Linked DNA regions of Mus musculus: region 2 is linked to region 1. The links are chromatin contacts, called in public promoter capture Hi-C maps. All regions are on one chromosome and are shown on one strand. The core of a region is the stretch at or near the end of the contact, and the rest is flanking DNA. Distances in the headings are between cores, read along the strand shown.

Region 1 (4,498 bases), core at 1,605-4,104:
TTTATGAGTATCGGCGCATCCTCATTCCTTGGCAGCAGCTGGTGTGCAGGTGTGGGTATTGGGATTCCTAAGAGCTTAGTAATGTTCAGTGCTAAAGCTTTCTGGCCTGGGTAGCTTGAGACTCTAGGACTGAAGCTGTGATGGTTCTCAGGAACACTAGAACCTGTAGTTTTTCATTTCTGTCTCTAAATAGCCTCTGTCTGGGAGTCTCAGTTTCCCGCTCTTGTCTTCTCTCTTCTTTTGCTGCCATTCTTGCACCAGCCGTGTGCATGGCCTGTTCCGCTGCCTGTTATTGTGTGATGGCACAGTTAGTTCAAAGGCACCGTCCTTTGTAGATCTAGTGCCTGTTGCTGGAACGTAAGTCGCCAGTCTTACGGCTCTACCTCTTTCATAGTTGACAGTAAATCTGGATGCCCTGCTGCTTTTTACAGCTTGGCCTACCGATGGCTCCGTGTTGCTTTTTCTTTAGCTGTCAAATTGGTAGGTCATAGTAAAGCAAGTGTGCTTACGTTTTTCTAGTGTTGCTATGGGAATAAATCTGTGCATATGAGGCCTGGCAGCATGAAGGTAGATGCAGATACTAGACTGTGTAGGTGCTGCCTAGGGAAAGGATTTGGTCAGCTCCCACTGGAGTGAACAGGTGACACTGAGGTCAGGCAAGAATTGGACCATGTTGTATGGAAATAGGGCTGGAGAGATGGCTCAGCGGGTAAGAGCACTGACTGCTCTTCCAAAGGTCCTGAGTTCAATTCCCAGCAACCACATTATGGCTCACAGCCATTTGTAATGGGATCTGATACCCTCTTCTGGTGTGTCTGAAGACAGCTACAGTATACTCATACAGTAAATAAATAAATGAATGAATGAATGAATGAATGAATGAATAAATAAATAAATAAATAAAAAGGAAATAGGGGATTTAAACCCTTGAGCATGTCTTATGAGGTGTGACCCACAGGAGTTGAGTCTTTAACTCATAGGATGGCGAAGGGCGCCAGCTGTCCACATGTGCTTGGCTGTACATATTCTGGGAGGGGCTGGAGCATCGTATGCTAGTACCAACCAGTATGTGCTGAGAGGGTTTGTTTGTGCAGAGAGTGGATGTAGCTCTAACTGCCTTCTGGACGACTAGGTTTAGGTTCCAGTGTAGATGGTCAGGGCACTAGAGGGCGAGTGGATGTCAGAATCCCAGTGCTGACTCTCCTGTGCCTGGTGCTTCGTATGACTCCCTAATGGGTATTGCATGTGGAATACCCTAAAGTGAACCCCTCTGTTCCCAGGACTCATAGCCTCCCTTCTGGGCATACAGTTCTACTACTCAGAAGGAACTACCTTCTGGCTACCTGCTGGCACAGCCTTGTCCATGCTCCTACATGAGACTAGCCAGGACAGTCATAAACCTGCTACTTGCCTGCTTGGGTCCTTTGGTTCCTGGTCCCTGTACTTATCCCTGCACATTTCCTGTCAGCTCCCCCCTCCCCCTCCCCGACACAGATCTTTCCCACTGGCTGTGCTGTGTCTCTTCTTGTTCAGCTTCTCCTGGGCAAGGCCCCTTGAGATTGTCCTTGAGCTGCCTTTGGGGACGCAGCACCTTCCCTTCCTCCCTTCCTTCTCCTTTCCCCCTCTTTTCCTCCTTCTTCCCCTTACTCTTCTTCCCCTCTCCTTCCCTTCCTTTGTGTGTTTCCTCCCTTATAGGATCTGTCTAGAGTCACTGAGTCAGAGGTCTGGGTTCACATTGTCAGCCAGATGTTGGGTGGAAGGAAACAGGCTTGTGCAACATGAGGTTGTGGTAGAGGAAGGTCCTTGGGTCGGGGTTGGTTGTTGGATTAGGTTGTGGAGGATATATCTTGAGATTAAGGGAGATACTTGGAAGGAGTCAGAGCTGAGAAGCATGTAGATGTTCCCTGGCTGTGGTGGGTTAACGATGCCCATCTATTTGTAAAGCTGGTGGTTAGTTGGGGCCCAGGAGGGAAGGAGGTAGGGTGGTGAGGCCTCTGAGTAACTTTTTGAGAGATCCTGATGGGCAATCAGCTGCTGGGCCATGGTGGTCAGGGATTTGGTTTCTGAGAGAGAGAGAGAGAGAGAGAGAGAGAGAGAGAGAGAGAGAGAGAGAGAGAGAGAGAGAGAGAGAGAGAGAGAGAGATGCAGGCATCTGACCTAACCTGTTCAGGGATCTAAGATGACTGGGAGGAAATGTGTGTGGTGTGTGGTGTGTGGTGGGATGTGGGTGAGCTTTCAGCATTGGAGTCTTACTGAGCATCTCCTGTGTGTTTGCGTTCCCCTGTAGATTTATCACACGTCCCGATGTCAAGCAGAGAAAGATGGCCAGCTTTCTGGACTGGAGCCTTTGCACCTTGGCCCACTCTTCCTTCCAGACCATCGAGGGTGTCATTACCATGGATGGGATGCTGCAGGCCCTGGTGAGCCCTGCCCCGGGACAGCATGTGGAGCTCCAGCACTGTGCCCAAACTGTTGGTTCCATTCACTCTGTGTTTGAATTACGGGAACCTGGTAGGATTAATTTGCATTACAGGGTTGTGGTTTCATTTTCCACTGCTGTGTGCTTAGTGTGTAAGGCTGGACTGGAGTGGTGGCTTCCAGGAGAAAGCTGAAGAACTGTGCTTCACCACTAGAGGGCAGCGGCGCCTGCAGAACTGCAGCCTTTAGTTTTTTTGTCGTAAAGCAGTGAAACCAGCCCAAGTGAAAGAAGGCAGAGGGCTTGAAACCTGTTTGCTTACGTGGGTTACAAAATTTCTAGTTCCCGAGTTTAAATACAGACACTGGGGCCCGTCTGGAGATGCCCACTGTGCCCATCCTTCCTATTGCTGGTCTTCTCTGCTTGTCTGTTGTATGGCTTTTTAGTACTGACAAGGAGAACCACTCTGGTGTGAAATCTCAGAGGACATGGCCCTATTAACAAGGCTAGGAAGCTCCTGGACCAGTATTCCGGAGGTCACAGATGGACCCCCTAAGGCTTTGTTTGGTTTTGATGGTCAGCATTAAGAAGGTCATGGTGCCTCTCCAAGTCTGTCTCTAGGGTTAATGTTTACAAGGTTACAGAGACTCTCTGAGGCCATGGTATTAAGAGTCAGTATTTTGGACGAAGGCATGGATAGCTGTATAAGGCCCTGGTTTCTAGGGTTTGGCATTCTGGAGGGTGCAGATAGCCTTCTGAAACTGTGCGGCTCCAGGGTCAGAAACCTCTTCCTTGTTTTTCTTTGATTACACTGGATGCGATTTGACAGTAGTTCTTGTCCTTGTCTTGAAGGCAAAGGGAGCTGACATGTCACTTAGAAGTAGGATCCTTTGGAGAAGTCTGAAGGCAACCAGTCATACTGAGTTTGGCTTTTTGTACTACTCCTTAATACAGGTCCTGATGCAGGGTGGGAGGTATCAGGGCAGGTGCCAACAGCCCTGGGAAGGGGACATGCAACCTGGGACGGGAAGGCAAGTCGAGGCTCTCTGGACCTACTCCATGTGCCTCTGCAGCTGAATGTGTATCCTGGTTGTGGGGATGAGAAACGGCTGGTGTCTCTTTATTTTCAGTGATATTGCCATTGCCTTTCAGAGGCCTGCCATTCAAAACATGCAAGAGGGAGGCCTGGGAAAATAAAATGTTTCTTAAGACCTGAGCTTCTGCTCTGCTGCTCTCTCTGAAGACTTGGCGGCTCCAGATGGGCGTTAGTTCATTTTGTTAGGTCTACAGAGTTGTATAGCCACCGTTGTCTCTTCTCAGTATGCCATTCCGCATACACACTGCATCATACTCCACAGGCCAGTGGCACTGAGCTCACCTGTCTGGGAGGTGACTTTTATGTAGGATAGGCTCTTTTCCCTGAGCACAGCGTCTGTAGGGTCTGCCCACCCTGTGGCAGGCACGCGTCAGTTCTTCACTACTTTTTCGCAGGCCGAAACTGTTTCATTATGTGACTGTTTTTGACTGTTGTGATTAATGCTACTGGGGAACATAAAATAGGTTTTTAAAAATTTATAATTATTTTGGGTATGTATCAGTAGGTGTTTCTCTATTTGTGTATAGTAATAGATTGTTTTCCTCAGCACATAGAACAACCCCCCCCCTTTTCTTTTTGGTAGTGCTGGGGTGTCAAGCCAAGACCCTTAAACATGACAGGCAAGTACTGAACTATCTATCCTTACCCAGCCCCTGAGAGTTGTTTTTTTTCCCTTTGTTTAACTATAGTATTTTGTTTTTGAAGTTCTTTTTGTTTTTGTTTTGTTTTTTTAATTATAGTTGTGGGGCCCAAGAGATGGCTCACTTGCTGCTTTTCCAGAGGACCCTAGTTCAGTTCCCCGCACCCAAGTTAGGAGGTACATACAGAACACCCTGTAACTAGTTCTGGGCGATCTGGATGTCATCTTTCGGCTTCTGAGAGCACTTACACACACATGTGCGTATACACCCAGATGCACATACATATATCCATAAATAGAAATAAAAAAGTAAAATAGATAAATAAAATAAAAATTAGAAATAAAG
Region 2 (4,639 bases), core at 93-2,592, 130 kb after region 1:
ACTCGGTTGCCCTCCTAGTATCTGTTCATTGCCATAGCTTGTGTAGATGGGCTTTCCTTCTCACTGTTGTTTTAGGATGACTTCACTATATGGGGCAAGTCTCTGTCAGATTTGTAGTTTGAAGGACCCAGCTACCACCTGTCCTGGGCTTCAGTGAGCAAACAGTTGCTGAGGAATCCCCACCTAATTTGGAAGTCCCTGAGAGCTCTGGTACTCTCCAGAAGGTTCAGCTTTAGGTTCTATCGTCAGCCCTACAGTCTGAGGACACACAAAACAAACTCAAAACTGTTTAATTTTGCAAATGGTTGTTCAGATGTTCATACTGTCTGCTGGACTGTCCACTGCACTTGTTTTGCATCTTGTCAAAACCGTAAGGTGTACAGGTGAATGCTGGACTCTACCAGGCCATCTGACATCTATGCATCAGGAATCTTGTTCTTATCTTTGCTGTAGGTAATTCACGAAAGAAGCCACATTGTCTCCAGCTATATTCTTATTTTCCATAGTCAGTTGGCATTCTTGTAAGCATAATGCTGGTGTGTCTGATTCTAGGAATTTAACAGGACTGTCTTGAGTTACCCCATTTAGGAAGGGCTATCATGGTGTTAAGGGTTTTTTTTTGTTGTTGTTGTTGTTGTTACTGTTGTTAGGTTTTTTGGTTTGTGTTTTGTTTTTACTTGTCAAGAGCACGTCCCTGTTTCTCACATGGGTGTCTCTAGGTTCTTGGGTGTTTCTGTGGGTCTCATGTTTGCTTATCTCCTTCTCTCAGGGTGTCTGTATCACTGCTGAAAATGCTGGACCAGCTGTTGGCTAATGGGTGCTTTGACATCTTTACTGCCGAGGAGAAGTAAGTATCTGCTTGCTTAGTGCTCCCTGTCCGACAAAGCCTAGTTCCCCAAATCTCAAAAAAATTTTATTGATTGATTGACTTGCCATCTCACTGTGTTGCTCAGACTAGCTCCAAACTCGTGATTCTGCCCACTCAACCTTTCAAGTGCATACAAATCTTTGGCCACCAAATATGGCTGTTATTTTAAAGACAGAACACTTGGATTATGATCTCAGAACCCAGAAGAAGACAATGCAAACTCAGGCAACAGACAACAGGATGGGGTGAAGTAGTGCCCTGCTCTCCAGGTGGGAAAGTAGACTTGGCCAGGTGAGATGGCTCACATGCTAGGGCTAGTAGGCAGCGAGGTCTGGACGTTGGAGCTTGAGATAAGGCTGGACGGAAACAGGACAGTGCATGGGCCGTGTTATGGGACCCAGGAGTATGCCTGTGCCCATCCCAGCTGGACAGAAGTTATGGGGCACAGGGCACACACAAAGCAGCTGCTTCCTACTTTTGTGGTTTGTGGTTCCTTAGCCTCCTGTTGAGAGGAGCAGACAGCCATGGTGCACGACAGCTCTCTGGAACCATCTAGGTGCCAGCTTCGCTTCCTGACTGAGTGATAGATACCATCTTGGTGACTTTAGCTTCTATGAATGCCTTATGGTCTTCACTGAATTCTCTCTTGATTTGGACAGCTTTGTATTTCATGAAGATGTGTGAGCATCTACTGTTGCTTAGAAACTCCCTGGTGGTTTTGGATCTTGCTTTATACTGACTGGTGGATTCAGATCAAGAGGATCTCAGTTGATGTCCTCCCTCTCTGAGTCTTTGCCCACTCCAGTTTGCCCCATTAAGAGGATCTATGCCTAGTTTTCATAGGATCTTGTATGGGGTTTTGGTGTGGTTTTCTCCCTTGATCTTGAGCCTCGTCTTTGTGCTTACTGCTGACCAGCATTCAGGTGAAGCCCTAAGGCCAGGCGCTCCACTGTCTCTGCGCTCTGCCTTGAGATCCTGCATGCATCACACACCCAGGGCTGCTGGAGGGGACCAGCTTGCTTTGCTTGAAGTCTGTAGTGTCTTTGTTGTTTAACTGTCTGTCTTTGCTGGATGCTGAAGATGGCGTTTCACCTGACACTACAGGGCTCCCTCTGACACTGTGTAGCACTGCCTTTCTAAAACCTTCCCGGGTAGCTTGAACACTCACAGGGGCATGGCCCGGCTAGGATGCTCTTCTCCACACCGATGGATTCATCTAGGAAAATGCTCTAAGGATTTGACATCTATTTTTCTGGCTTAAAAATTTCAAAATAAGATAGTAGGAAAATAATGATATAAATGTTTTTACTTCTCTTTTTTGTTCTTTATGGATTTTGAATTTTGGCACATACAAATGTAGGGCTGCCTCAAATATCAAATGATGATGTTTTTGGAGGTGTTTCTGCTTACATTCTTTGGCTTTTTTTGTTGTTTTTTTTTTTTTTTTTTTTTTTTTTTGGTAGTGTTTTAATTTTTATTATGTTTGGGTTTGTTTTGTTTTGTATGTCAGTTGCTAACAGTATATGTACTTTTGTAAAAATTCAACCTGACAATCTGATCTTTTAACTAAGTCTATAAATCTATTTCATTTAATCTTACTAGTTTTTTTATTAAAGTAATTTTGTGTGTTCTATGCTTTGTCTGATTAGCAGAACCATTTTCCTCCATTGCATTTTCTTCATTTCTGGGACTTTTTCCTCTCTCTGTGTTCCTCGAGAGTTCCTAATACTATTTCCATTCACTGTGCCTTTGTACAGTTAGTGCTTGAATGAAAAATAAAAGAAAAAAAGGAGGACATGAGTGCTCCTAGGTATGGTGGAGTAAAAGGTTTATTGTAAATAACAGAGGCAGAGACGTCTGGGAGAGTCCAAAGTGAACACGACCCGAGTGGGCCTTCCTTGTGAGGAGAGGGGCGAAGGAGAGGGGAGAGCTAGGAGACCAAGAGCCCCGGGGGGTAAAGGGTAAAAAGGACTCGCTTAGCTAAAGTGGGTGGACTATATACAGAAGGGCACTGTCTTAGTCAGGGTTTCTATTCCTGCACAAACATCATGACCAAGAAGCAAGTTGGGGAGGAAAGGGTTTATTTGGCTTACATTTCCATACTGCTGTTCATCACCAAAGGATGCAAGACTGGAACTCAAGCAGGTCAGAAAGCAGGAGTTGATGTAAAAGCCATGGAGGGATGTTCTTTACTGGCTTGCTTGCTTTGGCTTGCTCAGCCTGCTCTCTTCTAGAACCCAAGACTACCAGCCTAGAGATGGTCCCACCCACAAGGGGCCCTACCCCCTTGATCACTAATTGAGAAAATGCCTTACAGTTGGATCTCATGGAGGCATTTCCTCAACTGAAGCTCCTTTCTCTGTGATAACTCCAGCTGTGTCAAGTTGACACAAAACTAGCCAGTACAGGCACCTTGGGGGAAGGGTGGGGTATGCCAGCCGTACCCTGTAACAGGAAGCATGAGGGATGCTGGGAGAACCTGGAAGGAAGACAGGACACCTCACTTAGACAGGCAGAGATTAGACCCTATTCATTGAGGGCTCATGCCTCTTGGATTAGCTCATTGGAAGTCTTTCAGGAATGCTGGTGTATAAACTCACAGGGTTGCTAGGGACCACAAAGCTGAATGTAGACTTGAAGGGTCCTAATGAGATCATAGACTGTATGTGTTATGTCTAGAAGAGCATTAGAACTATGCATATGCCCTGTAGGAAGACAAACTGAGGGTGTAGAGTCCTATGCAAGCTGGGAATGACAATGACCACAGCTCTAAGCCATACGACATTCTGTGCCCAGTAAGCACTTTAGGGAGCTAGTCAGGGAAGGACTGGACTCCTGTGACCTGGACCAGGCAGGGTGACCTGGGAGCTGCTGTCCTGGACTGTCCTGGAGTGTAGCAGCTCCGAATTCATATTATCATTGGGGCTGACTAGGACTCCTCTGTAACCTAGGCCCATCACATGGTTTCTTTCCACATGGTAGCACTTGCTGGTAGTGTCTTTTCTGTTGGGCTGGGTCACTTGGATATGTCACATCGTGACTATGCCAGGGCCTGCCTGCCCAGTTGTTGACTATATCTCTGCCATGCATTTTGGAAACTAAAGAAGCGGGTGATGTCACACATCCCAGCACAGACGCCATGACAGTGTGCCTCATACTGCTCTGTATTCCTGTGAAAGGTGGACTTACAATAATGTCTTCTCCTTCAAGCCACCCCTTTTGTGTGAAGTTGCTCACACTTTGTAAGGAAGAAATCAAGAAGTCAAAAGACATCCAGAAACTTCGGTCAAGCATCGCAGTGTGAGTTTTTAAGTGTTCCTGGGTGGAGACAGAAATAAGAGGGACTTGGTGGTTCCTGGTGGGAGATAAAGTTTTAACTACAAAGCTCTTTAAAATGGAGTGTTTATGTGTTCATTATGGGAAAGAAATGTCAGACCACTCCTATCAGGAGTGGTTTGGGGGGATTGACCAAAAAAGGAAAAAAGCTAAAGGAAAGCCACATCTCTCATTGGTTCATCATGTACATCTGTCACTCGCTCCAGCACCTGACTGGCCCTGTAGATGCTCAAAGGCCATCACAGGACAGAGAATACACCTGTACTAGTGCAGGGATCTGGGCACACGGGCATGTACATGTTAGCACAGATAACTGGTCATGTACTGGCAATCACATAGATGTAAAAACATGCACACATGGGGATGCAGGTATCTGGGTACATAAGCATGCACATGCTAGCACAAAGATCTCACCATGTATAAGTGAGCACATGG

What was found. Capture Hi-C pulls out chosen DNA fragments and counts their contacts.
Region 2: a promoter capture Hi-C map of pancreatic islet shows a contact between it and region 1. The contact joins two enhancer-like sites. A contact is called at or near these places in 2 of 15 datasets of contacts at CTCF or cohesin (embryonic stem cells and pro-B cells), 41 of 484 Hi-C or Micro-C datasets (the 3T3-L1 cell line, B cells, CD4 T cells and 23 more), 2 of 115 datasets of contacts at active chromatin or transcription factors (bone marrow-derived dendritic cells and stem cell-derived neural progenitor cells) and 3 of 9 other capture datasets (adipose tissue, liver and pancreatic islet).

The regions. Positions count from the first base shown.
Region 1 is chr11:121,473,252-121,477,749 of GRCm38.p6, forward strand. It overlaps Tbcd (tubulin-specific chaperone d), which reads left to right. Exons shown (of 39, transcript NM_029878.4): 7 at 2,288-2,420. Among named protein-coding and RNA genes, the nearest start is that of Tbcd, 24 kb to the left of the region's middle. Within about 2 kb of position 2,855, at least 55 of the 459 cell types and tissues checked have an H3K27ac peak or open chromatin away from gene starts, as enhancers often do.
Region 2 is chr11:121,604,494-121,609,132 of GRCm38.p6, forward strand. It overlaps Tbcd (tubulin-specific chaperone d), which reads left to right. Exons shown (of 39, transcript NM_029878.4): 34 at 770-847; 35 at 4,079-4,168. Among named protein-coding and RNA genes, the nearest start is that of B3gntl1, 66 kb to the right of the region's middle. Within about 2 kb of position 1,343, at least 14 of the 459 cell types and tissues checked have an H3K27ac peak or open chromatin away from gene starts, as enhancers often do.